3 separate regions of the Mus musculus genome follow, and all the other regions are linked to region 3. A link is a contact called in public promoter capture Hi-C data. All regions are on one chromosome and are shown on one strand. The core of a region is the stretch at or near the end of the contact, and the rest is flanking DNA. Distances in the headings are between cores, read along the strand shown. Region 1 holds the start of H2-Q4 (histocompatibility 2, Q region locus 4). Region 2 holds the start of H2-Q2 (histocompatibility 2, Q region locus 2). Region 3 holds the start of Msh5 (mutS homolog 5).

Region 1 (2,700 bases), core at 195-2,694, 330 kb before region 3:
AAACTGAGGCAATCAGCCTAGTGTAGGGTAGTCCATGTCTCCCATCAGTTAAAGGCGACTTCTGGTCCTGAGGTGTAAGGGCTGACACACTCAGCAGGACAGGAGTCAGTGTCTACAGACAGTGGGCTGAGAACCCGGCCTGGGAGAGGCCATGGCTGACAGAGGCTACAGGGGAACTGAAGGGAGCAGCTGTTGTTACCTCAGGGAAATTCTCTCCTTCCCTCCTGAGACAGCCTGGGCACTGTCCAGGGAGAAGGCTGAGCCCTGGGAGAGTCAGTGCAGTCACTGTGATGAGGGATCAGGAGACCCAGGGTCACTCTCTCCCCTCTGAGACAGGGGCATCACCCCAGCTGAGGGTTTCTTCTTCCCCAGGACTGAGCCCCAGCCCGAGGGCAGAGGGAGGAGCTGCCCGCGGCCCCTGCACCTGTGCGCAGCAGCGTCTCCTTCCCGAGCTCCAGGTATCTGCGGAGGGACTGCACGCACGCGCCCTCCAGGTAGGCCTTGCTTTTCTCTGTAGCACCAGCCTGCTCCCACTTGCGTCGGGTGATCTGTGCCGCCATGTCCGCCGCCGTCCACGTTTTCAGGTCTTCGTTCAGGGCGATGTAATCGCGGCCGTCGTAGGCGAACTGCTGGTACCCGCGGAGGAGGCGCCCGTCGGACCCCACTTCACAGCCAGAGATCACCTGAATAGTGTGAGAGCCTGCGGGACCCCGCGGTCAGCCCCGCCCACACGCCCCGGCCCCGCCCACCCGCGGACTCCTCCAAACTGAAAGGGAAACCAGTCCCGCGTCCGTTCTGCTCAGAACCTCGAACTTGGGGCCCGGGACGTCTCGGGCCCCTGTTTTGGGACGTGGAGGGGTCGTGACCTCCGATCCGGGGTCACTCACCGCCCGCGCTCTGGTTGTAGTAGCTGAGCAGGGTCCTCAGGTTCACTCGGAAAATCTGCTCATTGCCCTTGGCTTTCTGTGTTTCCCGCTCCCAATACTCCGGCCCCTCCTGCTCCATCCACGGTGCCCGCGGCTCATATCTCGGATTCTCCGCGTCGCTGTCGAAGCGCACGAACTCCGTGTTGTCCACGTAACCGACAGAGATGAACCGGGGCTCCCCAAGGCCCGGCCGGGACACGGAGGTGTAGAAATAACTCAGCAAGTGTGGGCCTGGAGGCAGGGCGCGGTGAGACCCCGAACTCCTTCCGGGACCCCCGGCGGGTGAGCGGGCCGGGAGGGGAGCAGGGCGCGGGGCTAGGGTGGAGAAGGGGCGGAGGGTCAGGTGGGCGACGCCGGGACGCGGCTTCCCCCGTGCCGCCCCCTCCCCTTTCCTCAGAGGCCATTTCCCTCCGGACCCGGTACTCACCCGCGCGGATCTCGATCAGGGTCTGGGCGACTGCCACCAGCAGAAGCAGCATTGTTGACGCCATTGCTCCCCTCTGGGATTCTGGGCATCTGACTCTGGCGGGCTGTGTGGACTTTATAACCTGCTCCCGCGGCGACGATGATTGGTTCCCGGTGATCACGTCACCCAATGGGGGTGAGAACTGCCAGTAAGTCATCAGTGTCCGGGCAGAAGGACCTGACCCAAGTTAGGAGCAGAAGTGAAACTGGGGAGATGGGAAATCCCCACCCCTGATCTCACTGCCTGGAGACTAAGACTTTGCCTGAACCCTGTGCTGTGGACAGAGAGCTGTTTGTCTTGGTGTCTCCGAGTTCTGACCCAGAAGCTGTCAGGACACCAGGAGAGAAGAGACCTGCAGGCCAGACTCTCTGTATCTTCCCTCCACCCTTCCTCTTCCTTCTTCTCTTCAGAAGTCAGACCCTGGAGCCTTCCAGAAGAAAAGCCACTTCCAGGAATACAATGGCAACACAAGCGCTTGGGGATGCAGTGGAGAGAGGCTTCTCCTTAAAGCAGAGGCGCTGGCCTGCAAGCCCCATTAGAACACCACAGAGACCAGGCTCTGTTCACCTGCAGTGGGCGGCTCACACTGCCAAGCCTGAGTGCAGGACTCTCTTCTATAAAGAGGATACTTCGTCTTTTCCCTCAGGATCTGTCTTCTCAGCCCTGTGCTGGGACACAGATTCCTTGTGTCACTTCCTAGATGAAGTCTGTGGCTGCAGGTTTTTTGTTTGTTTCTTTTTTGTTTTTTTAAAAACAAAGATCTTCCTTCTGAGTTTGTCTCTGTGGACCTGGGACATTGTCTCAGCACAGGAGACCCCCTTGTCCACTGAAGAGAGACCCCTGTGCAGACCACAGACAGCAGGGCACTGATCCCTGTCTCCACTTCACTTCTCTGTGACTGTACTTCCATGGTGCAGTTGCTTTAGTGACTCAATAACAGTAGGAGAGGAACTGTCACCAACTATAACACAGAATAATGATGATAGTACGGTAGAAGCTATGTAATTTCTGACCCTCTCCCTCCCTCCCTGACCTTCACTCACACTTTTGAACTGATGAGGTGAGGGACATGAATGTCACAGCTGTGTGGGACACTGGTTCTGATAACCGAGTTGGCCCCAGAGTTTCTCAGGCCTGTGCAGTGTGGACACTGGAAGAAAGATGATTCTCATGCCAGAGAGCACACACTGGTGATGTGAGGTTTCATCCCTGATCAGTAGTGTGGGGGAAGATTAATTTTACCCATTTCATGATTCTGTGGATCTTTTCAAACCATAGCCACAGAAGTGAAGTGGAAAGAAGAGCAGA
Region 2 (2,700 bases), core at 146-2,645, 300 kb before region 3:
ACAGTAGGTGTGGGCAGAGAACCCGGCCTGGGAGAGGCCATGGCTGACAAAGGCTACAGGGGAACTGAAGGGAGCAGCTGTTGTTACCTCAGGGAAATTCTCTCCTTCCCTCCTGAGACAGCCTGGGCACTGTCCAGGGAGAAGGCTGAGCCCTGGGAGAGTCAGTGCAGTCACTGTGATGAGGGATCAGGAGACCCAGGGTCACTCTCTCCCCTCTGAGACAGGGGCATCACCCCAGCTGAGGGTTTCTTCTTCCCCAGGACTGAGCCCCAGCCCGAGGGCAGAGGGAGGAGCTGCCCGAGGGCCCCTGCACCTGTGTGCAGCAGCGTCTCCTTCCCGAGCTCCAGGTATCTGCGGAGCCACGTCAAGCAATCGACCTCCAGGTAGGCCCTGCGCTTCTCTGCAAGACCAGCCTGCTCCAACTTGCTTCGGGTCTTCAGTGCTGCCAGGTCCGCCGCTGTCCACGTTATCAGATCCTCATTCAGGGCGAGGTAATCGCGGCCATCGTAGGCAGACTGCTCATACCCTCGGAGTAGGCTTCCGTCTGGCCCCAGGTCACAGCCAACCAACCACTGGAGAGTGTGAGAGCCTACGGGATCCCGTGGTCAGCTCCCCACCCCCTCCCCACCCGGCCCAGGCCGCCACCACCCGCCCCGCTCCCGCCCCCAGACTACCTGTCCGGCCCCGCCCACCTGTGGGCTCAACCAAACTGAAAGGGAAACCGATTCCAGGTGGGTTCTGCTCCCGAACCTTGGACTTGGGATGCGGGAGGTCTCTGGGCTCCTGTGTGGGGACGTGGAGGGGTCGTGACCTCCGACCCGGGGTCACTCACCTCCCTTGCTCTGGTTGTAGTAGCTCAGTGCGGTCCCCAGGCTCACTCGGAAACTCTGCTCATTTTCCTTGGAGACCTGTGTGTTCCGCTCCCAATACTCCGGCCCCTCCTGCTCCATCCACGGCGCCCGCGGCTCCATCCTCGGATTCTCCGCGTCGCTGTCGAAGCGCACGAACTGCGTGTCGTCCACGTAGCCGACGATAATGAACCGGGGCTCCCCGAGGCCAGGCCGGGACACGGCGGTGGTGAAATACCGCAGCGAGTGTGAGCCTGTGGACGGCGCGCGGTGAGACTCCGACCTCCTCCCGGAGCCCCGGCCGGGTTCGCGGGCGGGGAGGCCAGCAGGGTGCGGTGCTCGAGATGTAGGTGGAGAAGGGGCGGAAGGTATGGTGGGCGACGTGGGGACGCGGCTTCCCCGTTGCCGCCCCAGCCCCTCTCCGCAGACGCTGTTTCCCTCCCGACCCCGCACTCACCCGCGCGTGTCTCAGTCAGTTTCAGGGCGGCCACCAACAGCAGGAGCAGCCTTCGCAGCGCCATTGCCCCATCTGGGATACAGGGCATCTGAGGCCCTTGGCTGCATGGACTTTATAACCTGCGCCCGCTGCTGAGGAGCTGGTTGGTTTCCCAGGATCCTGCCACCCAATGGAAATGAGACCTGCCAGATAATTCCTGCTACCTCAGGGTTCAGAGAGGGCATCAGATCCCCAGGAGCTATAAAGTGGTGCTGCTACAGGGCAAGGGAGGGGCAGGAGCTGAGCTGCAGGAGAGGGTGGAGTCTGCAGGGAGCAGAGTGAGGCCCTTGTGCACCTGTGTCTTAGTGAGGGTTTCCATTGCTGTGATAAGACCCCATGACCAAAAGCAACTTGAAAAAGAAAGGGTTTCTTTCAGTTTACACTTCCACATCACAGTCTATCATTGAAGAGATTCAGGGCAGGACCTTGAGAGGATTCTAAAGGAGGAACTGAAGAAGAGGATGAGGACCAGTGCTAATAGCTTTGTAGCTCATGGCTTGCTCAGCCTGCTTTCTTATACAATCCCTGATGACCTGCTAAGACAACCTGCAGTGAGCTGAGCCCTTCCATACTGATCATTAATAATAATTTTTAAATTGCCTTATACACTTCCCCAAAAGCGTCCTGGATGGATGCAATTTCTCAATTCAGGATCCTCTTCTTATATATGTCTCAGTTGGTGTGGAATTAACAAAATACAAACAGCACAGGCTCCTGGTGCAGGGTCACTCAGTGAGAGCTGAGGGAGGAGGATATGTGAGTTCCTCTCCCTGAGCTGAGCCAGGGACCTGTCCTGTGGATGGAGGCCCCATGGAAAAACAGTTGGAATGCAAGGAATGGGAACACAGTGGGTTCCAACTCCATTCCTGCCCCTCAGTCCTGAGGACCTGTCTCTCCCTTGCCTGTTGGTTGATGCTGTTGACATAACCATGGGAGGGACTGATAAAGTCAGGGCATGGGAGGAGAAGGGTTGCTTCAGGAGCTTTCCCTTCCCCAGAACTGTGTGGTAGCCTGATCACACAACATCAGTGATGGGAGCAGCTCCAGGCTTGGTTTTAGCTGCATTGAACCATGTCTGCTCGCTGACCAACATCCACAATTTATCCAGGTTGACAGTTGGGCAGAAGCTCTGGTTCCTCTTCAGGTGGTCATGCCTCACACCAACTTTCCCTGAGTGACCTGGGTGACACTTGTGAAGTTCATCCTGAGGTGATGCCTCTAGCATTCCTGTGGCCTCCTGGGTGCTCGCAGTGTTTTCCTGATGCAACCATGGCCTCGGCTCAGGTGGCCCCGGAGTTTCCAGGTCTTCCTCAGTCTGGATGGCATGGCAATGGCAGAAAGGAAAGAGGCTCCTTA
Region 3 (2,700 bases), core at 65-2,564:
GATTTGAAGCCAGGACTGCATTAAAAAAAAAAAAAATGTAGACTGCCATCTTATCTCTGAGCTCCCACTTCTTCTTTCTCCAGCTCTTCTTTTCTTCTGCTGCCTTCTCTTCCTGGGTCTGATCCCTTCCTCTTCTTGGTAAACCAGTCCCTAATCTCTTCATACCCCAGAATGGAAGGTGTGTCCCTCTCTGCCACTCCCCAGAGCTGTCACCAATAACCTCTTCCAGGTTTCCATAACTCCATTGCTCAATAATTTGCCAAGAGTAACCATTAACCCAGCCCTTAGACCTGCTCCCCTTTGGAGATGATTTTTCCAGTCGCTGATCAGCAGAGCCAGGTCACCTCATGCCATTTCTGAACCTCAGGCAGGATCTTAGTTTAGTGTAGCTAGGACAGTTTTTAAAAAATTATGTGGTGTGTGAGTGTGAGTGTGAGTGTGTGTGTACAAGCAGCACAGGTATGGAGGACAGAGGACAATCTGGGTACAAAATTGAAGGTACTTTTACCTGCTAAGCCAGCACTGAAGTTTTTGTTTGTTTGTTTATTGTTTTGTAAAGTATGGTTTTTTTTCTTTCCCTCAGAAACTCCTTCCTTCTCCTTCTTTCCCATCCAGATGGATCATCAGTCAGAGATACCCTGTGTCCTTAGGGGTGAGAGGACTGTAGTATGGTTGTATGTGTTCTAATTAGGTCTACTTTCAGAATTTAGTGTCTTTCAGATACTTATACTTCCTCTTCAGGGGTTCCAAAATAATCAAGCCCCGTGTTGCTCCTGTGGTTGGTGATCATCTCCTGCAATCAGGAAACAGGCAAAGTAGGTCTGAAACAGGAGTTAGTTCTTACTTCCACTTATTTATTTAAAACACTCATGTAGCGCTTACTTTGTTTGCTGGGCACTGTTCTGAGTTTTTTATAAATATTAACTTAGTGGGTACAAATATTAACGGAGTTGTTGCTGTTGGCACAGGTTGAATTAATGTTGCTTCTCTCCACTCTTCAGGAAGGAGGAAGACTGCCTCTGGCCCTTTAAGGTCGGCCTCCGGGCTCTGGCCTTCTCCACCGTGGCCCAGACCCTTTTTCCAGGCGGGGACCTTAGTTTAGGGCGGGCTCCGCCCAACATCAATCAAAGCTCTGCGACACGGCTGCTTAGCAACGGCAGAGGGCGGGAATTTTGAACACTCTAGCACCGCCCCCAATGCAAACGGACCAATCGACATCTAGCGTCCTCACCGCCTTCCCGTTGGATGGCTAAGCAGACCCTTTCAGCCACTAAGGGGGCGGGGCGAGCGCGCGCGGCCCACGCCTACAGGCTGCAGGCTTGCGGCGGTTGGTCAGGGAGGTGGATCGTCGCGGCTGAGGTGACGGAAAAGGCGGGAAAGTGCTGCGAATTGGCGGCTCCAGTGGGGTGGGGGTGGGGGAGGGGGTGGGGGTGGGTCAGGAGAGCGCGCTGCGGCTGTAAGGGCGTGGGTGGCGGGAGAGACTTGACGTGACAGCGCGCTCCGTCAGAGCTTCCAAAGCACGGCTTCGAGTGACAGGAATGAGGGTGGGACAGTAGCTCGGAGCTGCTCCCAACCTAAAGGGGCAGCCCCCGCGCCTGTCCCCTGAAAGCCCGCGCACCAGCCGCCTGCTGAATGCTGCTTTTGGACCTCCTTCCCCTCCCATGTCCTCAGAGTCGCCGAGCCCATGGCTTTCAGAGCGACCCCAGGCCGGACGCCGCCGGGACCCGGACCCAGATCCGGAATCCCCTCAGCCAGCTTCCCCAGCCCTCAGCCCCCAATGGCGGGGCCTGGAGGTATCGAGGAAGAGGACGAGGAGGAGCCCGCCGAGGTGTCCGCGGAGTTGGGAGGGCTGGGAGAGGCTGAGCCGACCCCGTTTCACGTTGACTAAACTCCCCATGAGTGCCTATCTCCGAGATTTGGTTAAATGATTAATAATAAGGGATGACCAATCCATGCCCTTCCGAGGGATTCAGATATCGATCCCCTTTCCTTCCTCGCGGGACAGATCCATCTGTGCGTGCTGTGGAGCTCGGGATACCTGGGCATTGCTTACTATGACACTAGTGACTCCACTATCCACTTCATGCCAGATGCCCCAGACCACGAGAGCCTAAAGCTTCTCCAGAGAGGTGCGACAGAGCCCTGCATTCCTCTCCTCTGGGGTGGGACGTGTGTTCACTCATACATCCTCATGTAGTTTATAGTCACCTGATTTAGGAATTACTTATTCAACACAACTTTATTAGGTACCTACTGTATGTGAAATGCTACAGATTTTGTCCCTGGCAAACCATGATTTTAGTGATAGTTTCCAGGACACTCTTGTTCCTTCCCACCGTGCCTTTACTAAGTCTCCTCCACTGCGCTCCCAGTGTGCAGACCATCCCTTACAGACATAAAATAACTTTAGTTTGGTTTTGGTTTTTTTTTGAGACAGGGTCTCACTATGTACTATGTGGCTCTGGTTTATCCTGAAACCTATTGTGTAGATCAGGCAGATTTTGATTTCATGGAGATTCCCCTGCCTCCCAAGGGCTGGGGTCAAAGGCATGTGTCACCATGCCTGGCTAAGATGATAAATTCTTGAGGAGAACAGACAGTGGCAGGAAGAGAGCCACCACTTTCCTCTTAGTCACAGTGGAGATATCCTTCGACTCATCAGGCACCTTCCTTCTCTCTTCAAGTTCTGGATGAAATCAA

What was found. Capture Hi-C pulls out chosen DNA fragments and counts their contacts.
Region 1: a contact with region 3 is called in a promoter capture Hi-C map of adipose tissue. The contact joins the promoter of H2-Q4 here to the promoter of Msh5 in region 3. A contact is called at or near these places in 1 of 115 datasets of contacts at active chromatin or transcription factors (memory CD8 T cells) and 1 of 9 other capture datasets (adipose tissue).
Region 2: a promoter capture Hi-C map of pancreatic islet shows a contact between it and region 3. The contact joins the promoter of H2-Q2 here to the promoter of Msh5 in region 3.

The regions. Positions count from the first base shown.
Region 1 is chr17:35,378,361-35,381,060 of GRCm38.p6, reverse strand. H2-Q4 (histocompatibility 2, Q region locus 4) reads right to left here and starts at 1,444. Exons shown (of 6, transcript NM_001143689.1): 1 at 1,354-1,444; 2 at 888-1,241; 3 at 425-700. The coding sequence starts at 1,417.
Region 2 is chr17:35,341,002-35,343,701 of GRCm38.p6, reverse strand. H2-Q2 (histocompatibility 2, Q region locus 2) reads right to left here and starts at 1,395. Exons shown (of 8, transcript NM_010392.3): 1 at 1,306-1,395; 2 at 833-1,102; 3 at 314-589. The coding sequence starts at 1,369.
Region 3 is chr17:35,045,359-35,048,058 of GRCm38.p6, reverse strand. Msh5 (mutS homolog 5) reads left to right here and starts at 1,314. Exons shown (of 25, transcript NM_001146215.2): 1 at 1,314-1,359; 2 at 1,672-1,828; 3 at 2,006-2,129; 4 at 2,685-2,700. The coding sequence starts at 1,685.